Regions from separate parts of the Oryctolagus cuniculus genome. Here all the other regions are linked to region 2. Evidence: chromatin contacts called from public Hi-C data. All regions are on one chromosome and are shown on one strand. Each heading gives the region's core, a stretch centred on a gene start, on an enhancer-like site or on the middle of the called end of the contact. The rest is flanking DNA. Distances are from core to core; before and after follow the strand shown.

What was found. Hi-C and Micro-C count contacts between places; a contact is called where the count stands out from the background.
Region 1: a contact with region 2 is called in a Hi-C map of an unstated tissue, with 1.8 times the contacts expected there. The contact joins the promoter of CBX5 here to the enhancer-like site in region 2. A contact is called at or near these places in 4 of 6 Hi-C or Micro-C datasets (embryonic fibroblasts, psoas muscle, skin fibroblasts and 1 more).
Region 3: a contact with region 2 is called in a Hi-C map of embryonic fibroblasts, with 2.0 times the contacts expected there. The contact joins two enhancer-like sites. A contact is called at or near these places in 5 of 6 Hi-C or Micro-C datasets (ear pinna, embryonic fibroblasts, psoas muscle and 2 more).

The regions. Positions count from the first base shown.
Region 1 is chr11:57,215,439-57,218,138 of mOryCun1.1, reverse strand. It overlaps CBX5 (chromobox 5), which reads left to right and starts at 1,262. Exons shown (of 5, transcript XM_008256569.4): 1 at 1,262-1,579. The coding sequence starts at 1,262. HNRNPA1 (heterogeneous nuclear ribonucleoprotein A1) reads right to left here and starts at 909. Exons shown (of 11, transcript XR_011380076.1): 1 at 769-909; 2 at 90-206.
Region 2 is chr11:57,287,785-57,290,484 of mOryCun1.1, reverse strand. No RefSeq gene overlaps it. Among named protein-coding and RNA genes, the nearest start is that of GPR84, 7.9 kb to the left of the region's middle. Within about 2 kb of position 1,439, at least 8 of the 8 cell types and tissues checked have an H3K27ac peak or open chromatin away from gene starts, as enhancers often do.
Region 3 is chr11:57,178,100-57,180,799 of mOryCun1.1, reverse strand. It overlaps CBX5 (chromobox 5), which reads left to right. Exons shown (of 5, transcript XM_008256569.4): 5 at 1-2,700. Among named protein-coding and RNA genes, the nearest start is that of TRNAK-CUU, 16 kb to the right of the region's middle. Within about 2 kb of position 1,364, at least 2 of the 8 cell types and tissues checked have an H3K27ac peak or open chromatin away from gene starts, as enhancers often do.

The DNA.
Region 1 (2,700 bases), core at 13-2,512, 72 kb after region 2:
ACTCAGGCCCCGTTAGGATCTTAAGCCCTCGCACAGAATCTGCAGGAACAGCCGCCGACGCCCCGCCTCCCGGCCCTCCCCAGTCTTACCACGCAGTCCGTGAGCGTGCCCCATTGCTCAAAATGGCTCCTCAGGCTCTCATCGGTCGTCTCAAAGCTCAGCCCTCCGATGAAGAGCTTCCGCAGCTGCTCGGGCTCCTTGGGCGACTGGGCGGGAGAGCAAAATTGGTTTTTCTCTTGTAAATTCGGGCTACCACACGACCCCGTTTCCACGCGGGGGGTGGGGAACACAACTCGGCCCCCACAAAGGCGGCACTTTTTGTTCGCTCCGGTCCAAAGCGGGCCACGTGCTCCCCCTCATCAGGGGAGGCGGCCCGTTGGGGGCTGGGGAGCCTCCAGCGCATGCGCCGCTCCGCTCCCTCCAGACGCACGCGCGCAACAAAAGGTCCGCGCGGGAGGGGGACATCGCCGTGAGGGGCATCAAGGCTTTTTTAAAACCCGCTCGCCGGGACAAAATTGAACCTAAATCGCCATATGGCTAACGATTTTGCCCCGACGCCGACCCCGGAGTGATTATCGAGGGGCTAGCGGCCCGCAACCTCATGGCGACGACGAGGACAAAATGGCGACTTGAACTTTGGGAGGGGTAGGCCTTGGCCGCGACCGAGCAAACTGCCGAAAAGGTTGCTGCGGGCAAAGAAACCGCCCCTACTGGACTCGAAGAGGGAGACGAGGGGGAGAACTACGTTAGAAAAGGGGAGCTCCTCACCTCTGACTTCGACATGACGGCGGTGGGAAGAGAGAACTCGACGATGCTTCCTCGGCGGCGTCCGCAAGCAGAAAGGAGTAAGCCAACGAACGTATCCGCCAGCCTACCTTCGGCCTCGCTTTTTTATCCCGCCTCCTCGCTTTCGACATTGGCAGACTCCACCCCTGCCTCGCTCTGATTGGACATTTGAAATCGCTTCCCTCTACTATTGGTGTATGGCGCCGCACTGCTGCGTACGTCACCGTTAGGGCGTTCTGCGCAGTCTCCACCCCTCGGACCCCATTGGTCCTCGAGCAATCTTATTCTTAGCCAGCCTGATTGGCTAACTGAACAATCATTCATTTTTGAACGTACTTCGCCTGTCTAAACGTTTTTTTTTCATTCTACTAGTCCAAATTATATATCCTATTTGTTTGGTAAAGCATTATTAACACCAAGCAGCAGAAAAGTAGTTAGATGTGACGGTTTTTTTCAACAACCGCCTGTTGAGCGCATGTGTAGTAAAATGGCGATCTTGCGCATGCGCATTATAGAGTTCCGCTCGCCGCTTGAAACACGTGAAATGGCGGGCGGGAGAAGGCGGTTAACCTACGGCGCCTGCGTAGTGGCGGGAGTTGCGCGCTGCTTTGCGCAGGCGTTGTGGGCGGAGAAAGGGTCCGGGCCCAGGATTGGTTGCGCAGGCGCAGGGAAGGATCCGTTTTGGCGGGCGGTTGGCGTTGCGCAGAAGGCAGCAGCAGCGGTGGCTTGTGGTGCGGCCTCAGCACAGAGGAACGGGGCAGACGTTAGGGTGTGTGATCACTCTCGATCCCGGGTAAGTGGCAGAGAGTCTTGTCTACCTGTACAAGGCCTTGGACCGGCTCCAGTTGGGCCCGTTATTGTGTGAAATGAATGGACCGTGGGGTGGGGGGATAGTCAAGGGGCAGCGGTGGGTTGGGCCAACCAATAGAAGAACAGGGGGCGGGATATTCCATCCCTGTAGGTTGTGTGGAGCTGTGCCGCCGAGGCGTTTGACTGGCGCGTGTCTAGGCCAATTGGGTCTACCTCGAGCTGCCGACTGATCGGCCTTTGGGCCATCGGAATGTGGGAGGCGGGTTTTCCCTTCCTGAGCAGCGTCCCGCCGAGCCAATGAGCGCGAAGCGCGCGGTAGGTTGGGCTTCTCCGAGGGGCCGTGGGTTTGACTCCAGCGGGGAAGGCGGGAGTTGGGCCCTCAAGTGGATGGACCAAATCTGGAGCCAGTAGGCGGGCGGCCCAAGGAAGCCTCTCGGACAGGTCGTCCAATAGGCTCTCCAGGACGGGGAGGTCTTCGATTTGGTGGGAAAGGGTGGGGAGGAAGGAGATTCAATGGTCGTGATGGCGTGCGGGGGTGGGTTTTTCCCCCCTACGACTTCTGCGAAGCCCCCCGCCCGGTGCACCTCTTTGGTAGCGGAAGCGTAAATTTGGTCCTGGGTGCTGCAGCTTGGCATCGCTCTCCACGTCGGGGCATCCCAGCATCCACCACATTGAGTTTGGGGGAAACCCGAGCAGGGCTTTCGATTTAGAGAACTTGTTTTAGGAAGACGGACTGAGTGTTAGCGAATGAGAGAAATCACTGTGTACTGTACGGCAAGGCGACCTCAGGATGCCTGTTTCTGCGGACACAAAGGTGTTCGTAGGCCCGCAGAAAAGTTTCAGAATCCTGCCCCTGTCCGGAGTGTGTTGCTTCTGCCGACGCCGGGGCCGAGGCAGGCTGGGTTTCCAATAGACCCGTGTTTAATCTTTACAGGGGTGACGATTTGTGATTAAAATAAAATAAAAAATGAAGTCAGTTTTGTGTGTGCGTTTCTGTTTATCATACTTCTCATCGCCCTTGTCTCTCTTCTCAGCTAGCTGCTCCGTGCTTTTGTCTTGGTCTTTTTCTCTGACTTTCCCTCCTGTACATATCTTTCTTTACAC
Region 2 (2,700 bases), core at 190-2,689:
ACACAGCCGTGGAGCACCTGTGGCCACCAGGTGACGCTGGTTGTCTGTGTTTCCATTCTGCTTCCTGTCTGAGGACAGAAGGTGCTGGCAGGGCCGGGAGTCCAGAGACTCCGACCAGGGATCGGACACCCAGGGAGCCGCACCCTCCCCTTTCCTTCAGTGCTTAGGAAGAAAGTAGGATGGGGTGGGGCGCGGACGGGAGCAGGGTGGGCGGTGCTGGGGCTGGAATTTGAGTCATGCTGATGTGACCCTTGCTGTCCGTTTCAAGGCCCCAAGTCCAGGGTCTGGGAGAACAAAGTAAAATCTGGAGAGACCCAAACACGGGCAGAAATCACTCGACGGACAGATGGATATCGTCACATGCAACCCATTTCCAGGCCCAGGGAATGCCCACGGGCCGGCGCGTTCGCCCTCCACAAAACCCCAGCAGTCTACAAGGGCTCAAGCTGGGGCTCCCAAGGCAGCACCCCAGGAGCACTGCAGGGCACGGCCAGTTAGCTCTGTGGACCCCGGGGCGTGGGGGGGGGCCTGCATTGCATCTACACAAACGGCAGGCACTGTGCACTCCTAGCACACAAACGCCCAGTGCCAGGCTACGTGCTACCTCTGAGACACAATGAGAACATGGCATCTTCCCGAGGTGGGCCAGCTGGGGATGGTTTGTGGACAGTCTAACCTCAGGCACTGCCAGCCCACAAGTGTGTAAGCACTACAGAACAGCTGCCTTGTTAAATTTAGGATCAAGCGACAAGAAGGTCCCTGAAAGTCCTTTCTACCCTGGCTTTCTAAGATTCTGAAAGGGGGTGGTGGAGAGGATCCCGTTTCACATCCCTTGAGGGCACTTCAAAAGCTTCCTCAAGTAGAGAGGTGCAGCAATAGGGATTGAGGTTAGACTGCAGGGAGGACTTTCCCAGTTACCAGTCACCGGAAAAAAAAATAACGCAGGCCGCTGGAAAAGATGACTCAGAGGACACAAGCGGAAACAGTGCGGTCTGAGATGTCCGCGAGAAAGCAACCCCTCCCTCCGCACCCTCCATGGCGGCCCCACACTCTCGGTCTGGGCGATTGAGGGGAAGGGGCAGGAGAGTGGGTGCGCCCAGGGGCCCCGCGCCGGGTGACAGTCAGGGCCTGTCTCTTTGTCAGTCTCCCGCCCGAGCCTAGCGCTGCCTCGGTGACGCTATCTCCCCCGGCTTCTCTTTGTCCCTCTCCATCTGTCCGTCTCTCCTGCAGGCTGTCTTCAGCGCTCGCACCTCCGCGATCGCCTCTCCCGGACTAAGCGCCTCCTCTCGCTCGCCCTCCCCCACCCCCCCGCCCCCCCCCCCCGCCCCAGGCCCCCGCCCCGCGGCTCTCGCTCGCCCGCACGCTCTCTCTCTCCCGCTGTCTCTTACAGGCAGATTTATGGTCAGCCCAGGGCCTTTCATTGGCCAAGCGCTGACAGGACTTGATTTAACGCTGCCTCTCATTGGCTGATCTTGACAGGCCGATTTACGAGTCATTCTCCCATTGGCCAGGCCGCCGTGGCTCTGATTTATGGCTCGGGGTGGGGGGCGGCGGGGAGGGGGGCGCCGCTGGGGAGTGAGGAGGCCCCTCCCCTCTCCCTCTCCCGCGCTCTGGCTCCTCCCGCCCTCCCTCTACCTGTCCCGCGAGCCCCCTCCTCCCTTCCCTTTCATCCGCTGGGAGGGGGCACTGGGAGTCCCGTGGCGGTAGTGGTGGGAACCGGGGCGGAGGAGGGGGTTTGAGGGGTGCGGGGAGGGCAGAGGAGGCTGGAGGGCGAAGGGGGCCACAGGGTGACAGAAAAAAAAGGCTGGCTGAGGAGAGGCGCGAGGGAGCGAGGGCTGAGGAGAGAAGGGGCCCGTCTGAGGGCCGGGAGAGGAGGCTGAGGAGACGGCGCCCGGGCCCGAGCGGGCTTTGCGCGCCTCGCCGCCTCGCCGCCCCGCCGGAGTGGGAGAGGAGACGTGGCTGTCCAGACAATGGCTGTGCAAGGGGCAGAGACAAGAGGGAGAGAGGATGGTGGCGCACTGGGGTGTGTGGGGGGGAGCCCGACGCACCCCCCAGGGGACGGCGAGGACAGCGGCTCCCGCTCCCCCTCGCCTCGGGGACCCCTCGGCCCGCGCGTGGGCACGCGGCGAGCGCCTCCCCCAGGCCGCAGGCTGCAGCGCGCTCCCCGGCCCGGAGACCCCACTCCTCCCCTCGCTCACCTCCCCGTGAAATTTATGAGTTCAGAGTTGGCCTTCAGGAATTAGGAATATTTATGCTTGTTTGAGGGTGAGGTTTGGGAGGTGATAAATAAGGGAGCACTGGGGGGGGGGGATGTGTGCAGCTAGGGGGGGCTCCTGTTTTTAGCAGGGCCATTTTCCCAAAGCCCCCCACCCTCAGCCGGGGCAGGGAGCGCCGCGGGAGGCCAGGAAGGGGTTTCGGGTATCAGGAAGGGGGTGGACGGGCCCGGGAGGGCCCCTGGCAGGACCGCAGCGCTCTGCCGCAGAGCGGGGTGCAGGCGGCGAGGGGAGGAACTTTCCAGGCCTCCTGGCGTGGGTGCAGCCCCTGGAGTGCGCGGGGGCGGGTGCTGGAGACGAGGAGCAACCCGTCCCCCACCCACCCCCACCCCAAGCTCAGTGGCTGAGGATTTGGGAAGAGGAGCCAGGAAACTCAGAGGCAGGTTTCTCTGGCCTGTCACCTCCCTCGCCGCCCGCCCGCCAGCAG
Region 3 (2,700 bases), core at 115-2,614, 110 kb after region 2:
TTTTGTGTGCTCGTATAAGCTATGTCAAAAATTATACTGCACAGTGAGAAGACAGCTGTTGCTGCGGTGATGTGACAGACTGGGACGATGAAGCTTTCGGTTTAAGTCAGCTGAGAAAACCCTCCTGAATGGTAATGTGATGGGGTGAGAGCCCGTGCCCCGTACCTCAAGTGGGCGGGAGTTTTTAATCTCCGTACTCCTTGCTCTCTGAAGGAATTAAAGGCCTAGATCAAGTGCTGGGTAATGGCCAGTTGCATGTACGTAACCTGATGGGCATCTAGAAGAAAGCAAGGTGGCCAGAAAACAGATTGGTCCCAGGAGTATTCAAGGACAGCAATTAGGGTGGACAGGAAAAGGACAAAGGCAGGCTGGAGCTCATGGATGTGGCTTTCTTCATTTGCGGCTAGAGAAAATGACAGTGCCCCCCCCCCCCCCGGTAGCCAGTGGGCATAAAAGCTGCAGAGATCTTATTTTTAAAGCCAAAAATCTTAGCACGTGGTCAAAGATCTTGGAAGTATTGGTACAGGCACATTGGTTGGCCCTGAGAAGCGTGGAACGCAGAGTCTCCATGGTTAGAAGTGTCATTAAAGACGTTCAACAAAATCTGATTATCTTTTCCAAGATAGCCCCAGTAGTCCCTTCGTTTCTCTTCATCCCACCTTTTTCTGCCCTCAGTGTATTAAATGATGACCCGAGTGCCACCCACACAAGCTTTGTTGTCCCCTGCCTACCCGCAGCTGATTCGTCAGGAACACAGGAAGCCAGAGGCTGATACTAAATCCAGCCTTCAGCACACAGGAGACCAGATGCGTGCGGGAGCCTCCGTCAGCACTGCAGAGCTGGCCTTACCCTGCGAGAACTGCCTCTCTGCGGAGCTGGTGGCTGCAGGTGGACCGCTCTTTCAGTGCCTAGGGTCTCCAGTCCTCAAGAGACTTCTCCTGTGGTAGGCCTCTTTCACAGCGTCTTTCTAAAAACCCTGCTCTGCATTAGCGGTCTCTCTTCCCAGTAGAGTCCCCCTGGGACAGAAGCACCCGTTCTGAAACTGGGGGCAGCTGTGTTTTCTCCTTTTGCAAACTGCAGTCCAATTTTGGGCCACTCTAGGAGCCTCGGGACGTGTGCTCCTCCTGCCGTCAGGAGTCTGGATGGTCTTGGCAGTCCCCGAGGCAGAGCTGCACGATGCTGCCTGTTGTCCATCGAGGTTGCTGCTGTCGCCACAGCTCAGGCCGTTACTCTGCCTTTGCCACTGGGCAGAGTTTGGAAGATTTTTATCTGAAGCTTTTGCTGGCTCTCTGGGCCTAGCTCACTCCAGAGATGCTGGGAAGTCAAAGGAATCTGTGTTTGGCCCAGGGAGCAGTTGTGTCTGCCTGCCCTTAGGGTTCAAATTCAAGGGCTTCTAAGACTGTTTTGCAATGGCACGAGTGCCTCATTTGAAATGAGGAAACTTACAAATGAGGTTAAAGAGGAAGTTCATTTGGGTCTGTGACCCCATGCAGCCTTCTGGCTTAGATGTCTAGAGTGAAAGCCAGTCCCGAGGTCCCTGCTGTCGTAACCAGCCCAGCACGTGTGCCTGTGGCAAGGAAAGGCCTGAGTCAGTGTGTGCAGCTTCGTGATGGCTTCACTACTGACCATAACATTTGTTCTCTTTTTTTAAAAAAAAAAGTGGCTTGCAAAAATGAGAAATGTTACCAGCCTTATAGACAGAAGCAGGTGCCCTGAATTGGGTGTTCTTTCTACCCAGTTTGTGTGGAGACGTTCGAATCCTAGCCCTATTCATGTACATCAGCAGTGGGGTTACTCAGCAAACATTTGGGCAGGGGATACAGAGTTCAAAAAGACCGTGGCTGCCTTCAGCAGAGTTTCTGTGCTGGTGCGGGGTGCACTGGCCAGCCAAATGCTGGCGTGAATGCTGCACGTGGGTGCGTGGACCCACGTCTGTGGGGACGGAGACAGCCGGCTGCTGTGTGTGTGGCTTCTGGCCCTAGAGGAGAAGAGTGACATTAATTGGTGGCTACTCAGAAGAGACCTGTGACCTTGGATGAAAGCCAGCTGGCCATAGAAACAACAAGACTCGTTATATTCCAGAAAATAAATATAGCTGAGGATTAGTTAGAAATGCCATTACTACTGGGAGAGAACCACCGAGCAGGAGTTAACAGCCCGTGTCCCTGGTGCGGACTCTGCCGAAGTGCTGAGCGGTGGAGTTGGTCATGGCTTAGGGCAAGTGCGAACCATGCTGTGGGTCGGCTCTGGACACGGCGGGTTCTGCAGCGGCATTTGTGCCCTGTAGACATTCCATCAGAGGCGCTCGCCCCTTCTGGAGACGTGAGCGTGAGGCTGACTAGAAGTCTGAAACGGGCGTGCTTTGCTGTGCGTGACCAGAATCGCCCTAGAAGACTGCCTGGACCCCCGTGTTGACGCCCCATTCGTCTCCCTGTGGCCAGTGCAGTTTTGTTCAGTGTTGCAGGAGTGTGGTTTCTAAGCAGGGACTTGGGTCCGTTGCGTAGGAACCTCTCCCCGAAATACTCATCCCCCTGCGGTCTCCGGTGTCCCCAGTCTCCCGCGGTCTGGGGAGGAGTCTCCTGGTGAGGAAGTACGTGGGGGTCAGTCAGGAAGGTTCCCGGTCCCCGCCCCCATGACCACACACAGGTGGGGGGTCTGTGCCCGGGTGACAAAGCTGACCAGGTTTTGGGTGGCAGGGCC